Linked DNA regions of Mus musculus: all the other regions are linked to region 1. The links are chromatin contacts, called in public Hi-C and Micro-C maps. All regions are on one chromosome and are shown on one strand. The core of a region is the stretch at or near the end of the contact, and the rest is flanking DNA. Distances in the headings are between cores, read along the strand shown. Region 1 overlaps Gm12052 (predicted gene 12052). Region 2 has its middle 19 kb from the start of Gm39609. Region 3 has its middle 55 kb from the start of Gm39609.

Evidence for each region. Hi-C and Micro-C count contacts between places; a contact is called where the count stands out from the background.
Region 2: a contact with region 1 is called in a Micro-C map of trophoblast stem cells, with 4 times the contacts expected there. The contact joins two enhancer-like sites. A contact is called at or near these places in 1 of 39 promoter capture datasets (embryonic stem cells), 1 of 15 datasets of contacts at CTCF or cohesin (embryonic stem cells), 22 of 484 Hi-C or Micro-C datasets (the AML12 cell line, the AtT-20 cell line, the HL-1 cell line and 7 more), 15 of 115 datasets of contacts at active chromatin or transcription factors (astrocytes, embryonic stem cells, neural progenitor cells and 1 more) and 1 of 9 other capture datasets (embryonic stem cells).
Region 3: a Hi-C map of liver shows a contact between it and region 1, with 1.9 times the contacts expected there. The contact joins two enhancer-like sites. A contact is called at or near these places in 3 of 484 Hi-C or Micro-C datasets (the HL-1 cell line, liver and stem cell-derived primordial germ cell-like cells) and 4 of 115 datasets of contacts at active chromatin or transcription factors (embryonic stem cells and epiblast stem cells).

What each region holds. Positions count from the first base shown.
Region 1 is chr11:22,615,462-22,620,341 of GRCm38.p6, forward strand. It overlaps Gm12052 (predicted gene 12052), which reads left to right. Exons shown (of 5, transcript NR_166746.1): 3 at 940-1,028; 4 at 1,896-2,369; 5 at 2,860-3,031. Among named protein-coding and RNA genes, the nearest start is that of Gm12052, 6.2 kb to the left of the region's middle. Within about 2 kb of position 2,215, at least 136 of the 459 cell types and tissues checked have an H3K27ac peak or open chromatin away from gene starts, as enhancers often do. A contact at or near this core is called in astrocytes, liver and trophoblast stem cells, where this site is marked.
Region 2 is chr11:22,459,626-22,464,501 of GRCm38.p6, forward strand. No RefSeq gene overlaps it. Among named protein-coding and RNA genes, the nearest start is that of Gm39609, 19 kb to the left of the region's middle. Within about 2 kb of position 1,291, at least 29 of the 459 cell types and tissues checked have an H3K27ac peak or open chromatin away from gene starts, as enhancers often do. A contact at or near this core is called in astrocytes and trophoblast stem cells, where this site is marked.
Region 3 is chr11:22,386,418-22,390,773 of GRCm38.p6, forward strand. It overlaps the pseudogene Rpsa-ps3. Among named protein-coding and RNA genes, the nearest start is that of Gm39609, 55 kb to the right of the region's middle. Within about 2 kb of position 1,519, at least 13 of the 459 cell types and tissues checked have an H3K27ac peak or open chromatin away from gene starts, as enhancers often do. A contact at or near this core is called in liver, where this site is marked.

The DNA of each region.
Region 1 (4,880 bases), core at 965-3,464:
AGCAGCCCACACTAACAGGACTTGACCTCAGGATAGCACTGTGGAATGGCAACCTTCAGGTCCACAGTACCTGTCACTGGACCATCTGATGGACTCCAAGCAACGTTTTAGAAGCAAGGTGAATAAAAATAAAAGAAGATACAGTGCCGTCCCCTGTTCAGGTGAGAAGCCCAGGATCCTCCAGGAAAGGAAACATAATGGTGAACTCTTTAGTATTATAGAAAGAGAGAGGGTTAGTGGATAAAGGTGATGGATGACTCTCAAACATTTGGACAAAATGTGGAAACACTGCGACAGAAAGAACCAAGAAGCTGGATGACTGAGAGACCAAAACTCAGCAGCCACCCTCACTGGTGGCTGTGCGTGGACTCCCTATCAATAGCTCATCTCAATTATAGCAAGCAAAGAAAACAAAAGCTCATCTGAACCAGGCAGTGGTGGCCATGCCTTTAATCCCAGCACTCGGGAGGCAGAGGCAGGCAGGTTTCTGAGTTCGAGGCCAGCCTGGTCTACAAAGTGAGTTCCAGGACAGCTAGGGCTACACAGAGAAACCCTGTCTCGGGGGGGGGGGGGGGGGGGGGAAGAAGCTCATCTGCTCATCACGTATAATATGTATACACCAATCATTTCTACACGCGTGTGTCATGAGAATTGAATGAGAACATTCCAGGGCAGTAAATGCTATTCCTAGCCTGGTGCACATAAATAAATAAACAAATAAACAAACAAATAAATAAATAAATAAAGTCTTTCCTGAGGCGAAAGTAAACAGGTTTTTTTTTTTTTTTTTTTTTTTTGACCTGGTTAATTACAGATACTTGTCTATGTTCTGTTGTGAATGTCAGCATTCAGTAACTTACCTTAACAATATCGAGCCTGTTGTTGCTGATTGTTAGTATTTTGGCTCTATGAGTTGTTTTGTTGCTTTGTTTGTCTTAGAGAGCTATTTCATCAGGACCTGAGAAAGCTTAGCCCTCAGAAGTGCTTATAGTGAGACCACACAATGACATGCAACATCACTCAGACTCGTGAGTATTCTCCATCCCCCTTTGGTTAGGAGCTTCCACGGATGACATAAAAAGGAAATTTAGCATTGCAGATGATCCTGTGAAACAAGTATATCTGGCAGTGTGGCAATTGTTTGAGGTACTAGAAAGTGTTAGTTAGCCCCGCTTTACTCTGTTACAAACATCTCTTGTAAAGGTGAAGAAAATGAGCTGAAGAACAAAGTCAACATTCCATAGACTGAGGTAGTCAGGAAACATGGTCAGGGAAATGGGGGACTCAGTTAGATGCAACCCAGGACAGCTAAGACGGGGCCTGGCTCTGCATGTCTTTGATTTGACCATGTCACCACAAAGAAATTCCAAAGAGACAAGCCTCCTAGACCAAGCTGATGCAGATTTCAGGCATACAGTAAAGGGCCATCCACCAAGGGTCTCTCTCAGGGCTGTCTTTGCTGCAGCACCGAATGCCCTACAGAGCTAGTATGCTGCAGCTTCCCAAAGTCAGGGTGGACCGGAAGACCCTCCCGCCCCTTTCAGACACATATTCTGCCTGATACAAAACAACCACTCAGTCCACGATACCTGTGTTGTTTTCCAACTATCTTAAAGATTTTCAATCAGAAATTCTACAAGCAAGAAAAACACATGACATTCCCAACTACGGAAATGTATATCCATACCACCATACACAAGTGTTTATAGCTACTTTTTATTCATCGTGAATAATGAATCTGCTTTAAAGACAGGCTGTTGAGTTCGAGACCAGAATTTAGTTTCTCCTTGTCTGCAGCATTCCATGCTGGCATCAAGAGGGCCTCCTTTAATTAGGAAGGACACAAGTGGAAAAGAACGTAATTGGGCTGAGGTTTTAATGCCTGGCTTTGCCAGGCTCTCTTACTGCAGACCCGAGGCACTGGCCCAAGCATTCCACCAGGCTCCACCCAAACCCACCAGCTGGACGAGGAACCACGGGACGTTAGAATCAGAGTAACTTTGGCCAACAATCTGAGACACTTGGGAGAAAATTCATTCTAAATCTAACAGCTTCCTGCTCTCAGGAAGGCCTCTGGGCTTCCGGTGCCTCTGGTCCTCCTTCCCGGCTCTTCTGTGGAGGCTAGCTTCCTCCAAGCTGACCCCGAGGGAGCCGCCTTCTCGTAGGTGGAAAGCGAAGAGAAGAGAGCGGGTAAGCAGTGGAGACACATTGGCTGTACTCAGGACCTGTACCAGAGGTGGCAGGAGGACACCACCGAGCCCTGCTCCACCCATCGCAGCCTCGAGACCCTCTGCGCGGGGATGCTGACCCCTGCTGGCCACCTGAGAGATTGCAGCGTGGCCGACTCCCAAGGGGCGGCAAGTGTAAGGGTAAGGGTAAGGAGATGGGGATGGGAAAGGGGTTGCTGTGTAGTAAGCGTGGGTGGTAGAAGACTAGGGCCAGGATGTTGGGCACCATCAGAGGCCCCTCCACCACCCGGTGGCTGCCCAAGTGCTGTCCGCTCCTCTTGTTTCTAGGAAAAAGAGTGAGAGGAGCCGTAAGGGCTATGGAGCCCAAATCAGCATGCCTCTAGGACCTACCTGAGCCTCCAGAAGACCCCTCAACAGGAACCGTTGTCCGAACCAACCAACTCCAAACCTAAACCTCAGAGGCCTCCTCATGCAGACAGATTGCTGACCTATCTCTGGGGTAGTCAGCTGAAATACCCCAGAGATATTCACGGCCTAATCCCAGGAAGTTTCTTTAAATGGCAAAAGAAACCTAGAGTGTGTTACCCTCGATTATTTAGGTAGATTCTACATGTAATCAGGTATATCACCAAAGGGGAAGTGAGGTAAAGGAATATTTATTTCACTACAGAACAGAAGGCAAGCCATCTTGCAGGAGGACCTGAGGAGAGAAGGAGAGAGTCAGGAGAGAACAGATTCCCTCTACAGTGCCCAGAGTCTCCCCTGACTGATTTGGACCCAATGAAATTCCAAACTCTGGTGTCAAGAACTTTAAAAGAATAAATGTGTGCTGTTTTGAGGTATTGAGTTTGTAGCTTTTTTAAAAAAGCAGCAGCACTGAGGTAATGTGTTGCTTCCCACTCAGTAGTGAGTTCTTAGAATTAAGTGGCTAATGAACAAGACAAACCCCATTTCCATCCCCAGGGAGTTTTATCTGCCATCTCCTGAGCTTTAAAATATTGCTGGCAAATTCTTAGATAGGGTAGCAGAGAAGACAAGGAACACATCAAAAAGACTAGCCCGTAGACATGCAACAAACAAACAAACAACAGCAACGAAGAACAGATTTCACACCTGCTGGGCAGCTACAGTCAAAGTGACAGGGGCAAGCAGTTTCTTGTTTGTTTGTTGTTGTTTGTTTATTTTGCTTTTTTGATGACTTGGAGAAGCCCAGTCCGCACACACTGTTGGAGGGACTCTATGGCATACCCAACCTGGAAAGTAGCTTGGCAATTTCTTTTAAAACTGAGCATACATAACCGGATCACTCGGCACTGTGTTCCCAGGAGTAGCTGCCAGGGATTGAAGCCATTAGAAGGTTCATTCGATCTAAACTCCACTGCGGGTGCTCGCACAGCGCACTCCTCGATACCTGCCTGTACTGGCTAGTTTTGTGTCAACTTGACACACCTGGAGTTATCACCGAGAAAGGAGCTTCAGTTGAGGAAATGCCTCCATGAGATCCAACTGTAAGGCATTTTCTCAATTAGTGATCAAGGGGGAAAGGCCCCTTGTGGGTGGGACCATCTCTGGGCTGGTAGTCTTGGTTCTATAAGAGAGCAGGCTGAGCAAGCCAGGGGAAGCAAGCCAGTAAGTAACATCCCTCCATGGCCTCTGCATCATCTCCTGCTTTCTGACCTGCTTGAGTTCCAGTCCTGACTTCCTTGGTGATGAACAGCAGTATGGAAGTGTAAGCTGAATAAACCCTTTCCTCCCCAATTTGCTTCTTGGTCATGATGTTTGTGCAGGAATAGAAACCCTGACTAAGACACTGCCCAAATGTTTTAGATTCACGAATGAAAGACACACACACACACACACACACACAGCCTCATTTTTAATATGCCCTAAGCAGCCAGGAGCTGGGTCACTACCCAGATGCTTACATGGCTGTACACTTCGTCTCCTGCAGCTCTTAGGCATGACTTTCCTGCTTCCCCATGGTTCCCTTGCCGGGAAAATCTAAGGTTCCCCCCTCTGTCTCCCTGTCCAGCCACTGGCCACTGGCAACTTTATTTACCAATTACAGCCAACTGTGGGCAAGGACCCTCAGAGTCTTACAGACAGACGTACAGGTTCCCATGTGATTTGGGAAACTGAATTAACACAAATAGCATTAGATCCAGTCCACAACAAGGATTCAACTGAGATAACTAAATACATGTATGTAAAACCACCTACACGAATATACATGCTTTGTACATAATAGCTACAGCCCAGAACCCATGGTCAACAGTGCATGGAAATGCAATGTATGTGAGTAGATTATTATCCACAAACCAAAAGGAACAGATCTCATACAGAATGCATAGACCACACTGGCTGAAAGACGCTGTACACAGAGGACTGAGTGTCACTTGATTCCACTTATCATAACCTGTTAAGATGCAAACCTAGCCAGGCTTGGTGGCACACACCCGGTATCAGGAAGCAGAGGCAGGGGCATTGTGATTTCAAGGCCAGCCAGCTCTGTATGAAAATGGTGTTACAGAATAGGCAAATCCACAGAGACAGAAAGATGGCCCATTGCCTGAGACCAGAGATGAGCCTAGGATTGGGGACCAGCCACAAGGGACAGAGGGTCAGTCTGAGGTGATGACTTTTAAAACCAGATTGTGTGGTGATTACACAGGACACTTAGAGCAAATACAT
Region 2 (4,876 bases), core at 41-2,540, 160 kb before region 1:
GCTGGAAGCAACTGCTGGGGCATGTGTATTCGTGGGTTTGGTGTGACTGCTTGGGCATGCGTGTTGTGGGCTTGGTCCTGGAGTAGACTGTGGAAGCAGCCTTCGAGACATTTAACTCCTTTCACCAAAGAAAAGAAAGCTTGTTGTTGATTGACAACACTAATCAGTCTTAAGGATTGTATGTATATCAGGTGGGATTCCCAAGTAGAAAGAAGCAAGACGAGTATTCCCTTCTGTATGAGCAGTGCCAGAGGAACCAGCCATTTGTTGGGGAAAGTTTTCTTAACAAGGCTATATAACTCAGGATGAGTCCTTGGTAAGGGCATAAGCGTTTAGGAAGCAGTGGAGTATATATATATATATATATATATATATATATATATATATATATATATGTAATGTAATGCTGTCACAAGGAAAGATGTTCAGAAGTTGGCAAACCCTGGGCAAACCTTTTTGGAGATAAATCAGCTGGGAATACATCCTAACCAATATATAGTCTGCCCTTGAACCAAAACACAAATTTAAAGTAACTTGGCAATGGTTACAAAAACGTACCATAGTTTAGTATGAGCTCTCAAAGAAATAAGTTTGTAATCGGTTCTTCTTTCTCCAAAGAACAGTAAAAAGCCCACAGCTCTATAAAGCTGGTGAGCCTCAACAGACATTGTAAGTCTAATTGAAGCTAGAAACGTTTTTTCCAAGTCTCTCTGCTGCTTTCCTAATACATTCCAGGGAATCTTGTCTTTTCTAGTCACCATAAAGGGAAAGAGACAAAGTGGGTAACTGAGAAGGTTCTTACAAGGAGGGACTCAGGTGGAAAATGTTCTATCTATGAGCAAGGTGATTGCAAATGGTGCCTGCTGGGACATAAAGGTCATAGCAAGAGATACTAGTCTGGTTTGGAGAGGGGCAGTAGGTCCAGAAAGACTTGTTTATACATCGTGTTTGTTTCTTTCTAAGAAAGATTTAGTTTACTTGTATGTTGATAGGAAAAGTCATAAGGCACAGAGAAGCTGTAGTACTCTTCTCTCTGTTGGGGGTGTGAGGTGAAGATGAGGTTTCTGGGTAGACTTGGATCACAGCATACTGGAGTATTTAATCATAAACAGAATGGAATGTTCTACTTATGGTACAATGTGAAGAAAAGAGGGAGAAGATAATTTGAAAATGGTAAAATTGGGGGATTTTTTTCATGAAGTTAGCAAGGGTGTGGGTCTGGATGAGTAGTTAGGTGTGGATATGGAGGGGAAATGCCAAGCTCTCCGGTCGAGTCAGCTTGACAGGCTGAGACTTGAAAGCTACTCACGAGGCAAAAGAGTTTCACAGAAACTCACTCCTAGAGTCTGGCGTTCTCTCTAACCTATACATTAATTTTCCATTCCTGTGTTAGTCTAGTGTATGGCTCCACGTGCTCTCTTTTAGTATTATCCTATTATAAGTGCCTTTTAAGATTGAATTCTGACATAGCTAAAGCCTTCCGCCAGTGTTCCAACAGTCCTAGAACGTCCTTGAGCAAGACCATGGGCTTGAAATTCAGTAGGAATGTTGCTATTCAGTGACATTCAGAATACCCTCTGGTACTACACTATCATTTAGAATAAAAGCCAAGTCGCTCCCATATACAGGAATTTACAATGGTTTAGGAAGTAGATCGGGCTGTGGTTTTAGAGTATTGCATTATTCATGAGATGGTTAGCTAGAACGGAACTCCCTAGTTAGAACCATGACTTGGGTATGAAAGCCCTTGCCCTAGGAAAGTAAAGACCTCACACCTGGCTTCTAAGACTATAGCTGAGTTACACCCATAGACACACATTTACAATGGCCTAAGGGGAAGGTGGACTATACAATAGACTAAAATAGGAACTATGGCAAGGGCACGAAGCCCTTGACCCTGGCTTCTAAGATTAAGTGAATCTTAGATGGAACCCTTGTTGATCCCAGTTGTTAACAATGAATTCTATCCCAGGTGGTTCCTGTTAAACCTTCTGTGTTTGTATTCCTCTGTTTTATGTAAGAATCTAGTAACCTCTTTGTACCTTGCTGGTATGTCACCCAACTTCCTTATTGTCTTCTGTATAAAAAGTCTGATGCTCGATTTGACAAAATACATTCAGATACTACACAACCTCTCCTGTGTGCATCTGTCTGTCTTTTAATTCATCCAACACTTTGCCCACCCGAGACTAGAGACCCGTTCCACGCAGACAAAGGGGCCCAGAGAGTCTGCGGCAGGGAAACTCATGTACTGTGAAGAAAAAAAAGAAAATGCTTAAAGGTTGGGGAGAGAAGTTTGGAATTCCGCCTGGAAGACTCTGAGGAGAGATGCTTCCTGAGTGCTGCTGGCATCCAATATGGCAGTTACTTTTCTGGCTGTGACATAACACCTGATGAGACCACCTTAAGGGAAAGAGGGTTTCCTTTAGCTTGCAGTTTTAGGGAACTCAGGTCATCATGGCAGGAAGGTGTGGCCAGCAGGAGTGAGACAGCTGGTCACACTGCACCTTAGTCAGGAAGCAGAGTGAACAGGAAGTGGGAACAAGCTATGCAACTTCAGCCTACCCAGTGTCTCACTCATGAAGTAAGTCTCTACTTCGCAAAGGTTCCAAACCTTCCCAAAATGCACCACCAGCTGAGACCAATTGCCCAAACACAGGTCAATAGAGGCATTTCACACTCAAACCACTGCAGTAATACTAAGGTTCCATTGGTATAGGAGAGACCATGCCTATGTGGTAAAAACAACCCTTAGCAGTGCTTAAGAACAAGTCTCAACTAGGAAGAAGGAATAAATGAGAGTCCGTTAGAGCTTCATTACTTTCTATTTAAAAGAAGTTAGTGGAGTGCTAATCTATTAAAGACATAAAATAATATAGAAAAAAAATCACTATTATCCAGTGAATAAGTTCATAGCAAATCAGTCATCAGTCAACCCAAAAATAAAACAATTAAGTGAAGGGGGCAATATGAAACTGTCATCAATTTCTGCTTGTTTTTATGGCCCTGCTTTAAATTAGAATACATTTTAAAGGAATCCACTAATAAGTGAAAGTCTAGATAGCTCCTAAATAATAGAGGCTAGAGTGATGGCTCAGTGGTTAAGAGCACTGACTACTCTTCCAGAGATCCTGAATTCAATTCCCAGCAACCACATAGTGGCTTGCAACCTTCTGTAATGGGATCTGATGACATCTTATGGTGTGTCTGAAGACAGTGACGGTGTCTTTATATACATAAAAGTAAATAATTCAAGCTCCTATTCCTCTACATGTGTATTTTCTACACTGAAAAACAGATTTTTACCAAAAATTGAATATGTACCAGAAAGAAATTAAGTTTAGATAACAAACTGAAGAACACTTCGAAGTCATCCAAATATCCAGTACTCCCTTGAGGCCACAGGAGTCATTTTATTAAAACAAAAATCACAGAACAGTATGTACAGAACAGTGTAAGAAATTGTGATTTATTGATAAAAACAAAATAAACAATAGGAATATGTAAGAATATCGATCTCTTAGTATCTGCTGGTAAGTGATCCTATGACCTCCTCAGATATGGAAGTCTGTAGGTGCTCAAGCACCTTTTATACAGTATTATAGTACTTGCATACAGCTTAGCTATATCTAGTGAGAATTTTGATTTCTTTTAAAAAACACAGAAATATTATAAAAATATGTTTTTGTCTTAGTCCCAGTTGTGGAATAAATGCTGCTTTGCAGCAGCTGACTATGTTTTATCTCATGTTCTAGGAGAAGTGTGATTTTTTTCCAGACGTGGATAGTTTCTGGGATTGTGTCACATTTGGAATTCTGGGACTTTACAATGGATATAAAATGCTAGGGTCCCTGGGAGGCATGGGGAGGTTGTTATTGGTTGGTTGGTAGTGGCTTGGTTGTCGGTTGTTGTTGGTTACTGTTAGTTGAAATTTGTTAAGTAGTCATGTACAAAGAATAAACAACAATAAGAAATTAACTATCCTGAGTGCAAAGATAAAACTTGGAACTCAGTGCCCTAATCAGCAGGAAGTAGTCTAATGAAGAAGTATTTTCTTGAAGTGGACACAGTTGATAGGCTAAGGCAGACTCATGAAAGAATGTTTGGTTGAAGCAGACACAGGTGAAAGAATGTTCTGCTAAAGCAAGCACATGAAAGGACACATGATAAAGGATTCTTTGGTAATGACAGGCAGGTATTGGTTCACTTCACACTGTGTAGTTGAGCTTCACCTGTCAAGACTCCATAGAGAAAAATGCACCAAACAAGCAAACAACCTTCTGGTGATGTGCTGCAGTTTCTTACTGCTTCCATGGACTCAAGCTGATTGGCAAAGTGTCAGCTGAGACAGATGCATGTGCTGAGACAAGACCCATGGAGGGCGTGTGGTGTTTGAAGGGAGTATAAAAAGTGGACAGTGACAGAGGCTGGGCTTAGCTTGCTTATAGAGCTAGCTGTGTTTGATCTCGAGTCTTCTCTGATCTTCACTTCACTGAGAGAGGCACAGCTGAGAACTTCTCTGGGCATTCATCAGGGTTCCTCCTGTTGACTTGTGCCAGGGCTGAGGCCTGGCTGTCTCTGCTAGGTAGTGCCACCACTGCTGATTTGTGTTTGCTATCCTGACTCTACAGAACTGGACTGCTGGTATATCTGTGAAGTGTTTCAAGTGGATTGAGCTGCCAATGTTAACCTGTGAACCAAACTGCCAATTTCCAGACAATACAGATGAGAGTTTCTCCAAAGAACCATTTCTAAACAGGTCCACTTCCTCTATATCCTTTATTTTCCACTACCTCTGGCAGGTAGTGGGCTAAAAGGGAGGTTAAAGCATTTAAAAACAAGGTAGGCTTTGAAAGAATTGAAGAGGGGCATCTTG
Region 3 (4,356 bases), core at 269-2,768, 230 kb before region 1:
TCCAGCTATGGTTGCCATTGAAAACCCTGATGATGTCAGCGTCAAATCCTCCAGGAACACTGGCCAGCCAGCCGTGTTGAAGTTCACTGATGAGCTCCCATTGGTAGCTGCTTCATGCCTGAGACCTTCACTAAGCAGACCCAAGCAGCCTTCAGGGAATCACAGCTTCTAGTGGTGACTGATTCCAGGGCTGACCACCAGCCACTCACAGTGGCATCTTAAGTCAGCCTGCCCACCATTGCTCTGTGTAACACAGACTCTCCCTCTGTGCTACTTGAACATTGCCATCCCATGCGACAACAAGGGAGCTCACACTGTGGGTCTGACATGGCAGATGCTGGCCTGGGAAGTACTGCACGTGTGTGGCAGTGTCTCCCATGATCACCTGTGGGAGGTCATGCCTGATCTTTACTTCTACAGAGACCCAGAGGAGATTGAGAAGGAGGAGCAGGCTGCTGCTGAGAAGGTGGTGACCAAGGAGGAATTCTAGGGCAAATGTGCCATGGACTGGACTCAGTCGGTCCCTCAACCCATGGGAGAATCAGGGTTCTGGTACTCAGGTGGGCAAGGTGTTGACCAAAAAAAAATGTCAGACACTAACACCAGAGAGTGTTGGATCTGAATGTAATTTCTCAAAGTGAGCATCAGACTTATATTACAGAAGAAAACAAGGAAGTTAGGTGATACACTAAAGGTCATCTAAGGTACATTAAGGTTACCGGATGCAAAATAACTATTTACACAAAACAGAGAAATGCATACATAAAATTCAGCAGGAACCAAGCACCAGGCAGTGTTTACAACTGGGATAAAAATCACTATTTACAGCTGGGATAAAAATCAGCCCTACCTAAGGTCAGTTTATTCTTAGAAGCCAGGGGCAAGGGCTTTATGCCCTTGCCATAGTTCCAATTCTAGTCTATTGTATAACCCACCTTCTCCCTAGGCCATTGTAAATTCCTGTATAAGGGAGTGACTCAGCTGTTATTCTAAGTATTTACTCTAGTTCCTTCTTAGACCATAACCCACCTTCTTCCTAGGCCATTGTAAACTCCTCTAAATGGGAGTGACTTAGTTGTTATTTTAAGTATCTGTAGAGAACTTCCATTTAACAGAGAAACCCACCAACTTTTTTCTAATTTGAGAATTCTAAGTTTACTTTGTGGAACTAGCCCTGAGATTTCTAGCTCTTATCCAGTAAACTGCAATGCCCGATTTCTTTCACTATCTCTCTGTCAACACTGGAGGCAATTCGTCTGAATAAGTAACATTCTTACGAAATTCAAAGCCCAAAGTCAGCTCAACGATTGCCTAAGATATTGGAACACTGGTGGAGGCCAATCTAACTTAGCTATTTGTCAAATCATTCCTTGGAGGCACTTATAATAAAAACAATACTGAAGGAAAGCACGCAAAACTCCCAGGGACAAATCTGAAACACATCTGTGTTACAGGATGCCAAAGAACTTCCAGGAAACTAGTTTCTGTGAAACTTTTTGCCTCAGGACCGCTGCCAAGCTTTTGGACTTGCCAGCTCCTGAGTTCACTGCTGCTCAGCCTGAGGGGGCCAACTGGTCTGATGGTGTACACATGCTTACTGTATCTATCCAGAAGTTTCATACTGAAGAATGGAGAGACCAGCTAGCCACTGAGGACTTCAGCAGCTCCCACATTGCATGCCACTGAGTGGACTGAAGTCACTACTGCATGGTCCTGAGCTGCTCTGCAGACACCTGAGCAAAGGGGGAAAACCTGGAAGGAAAATAAGTTCCTAAAAGCAGGGATGGGGAGTAGGGAACAAAAACAAACAAACAAATAAACAAACATAGAAATTTATCTACCATGTGACCCAGCTATACTTCTTTTTTTTTAATTTTTTATTAGGTATCTTCCTCATTTACATTTCCAATGCTATCCCAAAAGTCCCCCATACCCACCCCCCCAATCCCCTACCCATCCACTCCCACTTTTTGGCCCTGGTGTTCCCTGTACTGGGCCATATAAAGTTTGCAAGTCCAATGGGCCTCTCTTTCCAGTGATGGCCGACTAGGCCATCTTTTGATACATATGCAGCTAGAGACAAGAGCTCCGGGGTACTGGTTAGTTCATATTGTTGTTCCACCTATAGGATTGCAGTTCCCTTTAGCTCCTTGGGTACTTTCTCTAGCTCCTCCATTGGGGCCCTGTGTTCCATCTTATAGCTGACTGTGAGCATCCACTTCTGTGTTTGCTAGGCCCCGGCATAGTCTCACAAGAGACAGCTATATCAGGGTCCTTTCAGCAAAATCTTGCTAGTGTATGCAATGGTGTCAGCGTTTGGAAGCTGATTATGGGATAGATCCCTGGATATGGCAATCACTAGATGGTCCATCCTTTCGTCACAGCTCCAAATTTTGTCTCTGTAACTCCTTCTATGGGTGTTTTGTTCCCAATTCTAAGAAGGGGCAAAGTGTCCACACTTTGGTCTTTGTTCTTCTCGAGTTTCATGCGTTTAGCAAATTTGAGCATACACACCAACACTGTCTTAGTTAGGGTTTCCTTGCTATGAAGAAACACCATGACCAAGGCAGTTCTTATAAAGGACAACATTTAACTGGCACTGGCTTACAGGTTCTGAGGTTCCATCCATTACAATCGTCCAGGAAGCCATGGCACTAGAGGAGATAAAAGTTCTACATCTTGATTCAAAGGGAGCCAGGTGCAGACTGCTCCACATGCCTAGAACACACTTCCTCCAAGAAGGCCACACTTCCTAATGGTGCCACTTCCTGGGCCAAGCATTTTCAAACAACTCTCCTTCCTACTACTCTCCTTCCTACTACTGAGACATATGTTCAACCATGTCAATTGCAGCCCTATTCACAACAGCTTGGATGTGGAGACAACCTAGACTTTCTTTTCTTTTTTCATGTGTTCCTATGGGTTGCTTCATTCCCTGCCTTTCTTTTTTATTGGATATTTTTTACTTACATTTCAAATGCTATCCCCTTTCCCAGTCCCCCCTCCAAAGCTCCTACCATATCCATCCTCCCCCTGCTTCTATGAGGATGTTCCCTCACCAGCCTACCCACTCCTGCCACCCAGCCCTCACATTCCCCTACACAGGGGCATCGAGCCTTCACAGGACCAAGGTCCTCTCCTCCCATCAATGCCCAACAAGGCCATCCTCTGCTACATATGCAGAAGAAGCCATGGGTTGCTCCACGTGTATTCCTTGGTTGGTAGTTTAGTCCCTGGGAGCTCTGGGGGTATCTGGTTGGTTGATATCATTGTTCTTCCTTCAGAATTGCAAACCCCTTCAGCTCTTTCAGTCCTTTCTCTAACTCCTCCATTGAGGACCCCATGCTCAGTCCAATGGGTGGCTTCGAGCATCTGCCTCTGTACTTGTCAGGCTCTGTCAGAGCCTCTCAGGAGACAGCTATGTCAGGCTTCTGTCAGCAACCACTTCTTGACATCCACAATAGTGTCTGTGTTTTGTGGCTGTATATGGGATGGATCCCCAGGTGGGGCAGTCTCTGGATGGCCTTGCCTTCAGTCTCCACTCCACATTTTGTCCCCATATTTGTTCGCATGAATATTTTGTTTCCTCTACTAACAAGGAATGAAACCCACACTTTGATCTTCCTTATTCTTGAGTGGTCTATGAATTGTATCTTGGGTATTCCGAGCTTTGGGGCTAATATCCACTTATCAGTGAGAACATACCATGTGTATTCTTTTGTGTCTGGGTTACCTCACTTAGGATGATATTTTCTAATTCCATCTATTTGCCTAAGATTTCATGAAGTCATTGTTTTTAATAGCTCTGTATACTCCACTGTGTAAATGTACCACATTTTCTCTATCCATTCCTCTGTTGAAGGACATCTGGGTTCTTTCCAGCTTCTGGCTATTATAAATAAGGCTGCTATGAACATAGTGGAGCATGTGTCCTTGTTTTATGTTGGAGCATCTTTTGGGTATCTGCCTAGGAATGATTTAGCTGGGTACTCAGGTAATACTGTGTACAATATTCTGAGGCACTGTCAGACTTATTTCCACAGTGGTTGTACCTAGCTTGCAATCCCACCAACAATGGAAGAGTGTTCCTCTTTCTCCACATCTTCACCAGCATCTGATGTCACTTGAGTTTTTGATCATAGCCATTCTGACTGGTGTGAGGTAAAATCTCAGGTTGTTTTGATTTGAATTTCCTTGATGACTAAGGATGTTGAATATTTCTTTAGGTGCTTCTTGGCCAGTCAATAGTCCTCAGCTGAAAATTCCTTGTTTAGCTCTGTACTCCATTTTTAATAGGGTTATTTGGTTCTCTGGAGTATAACTTCTTGAGTTCTTTGTATATGTTGGATATTAGAC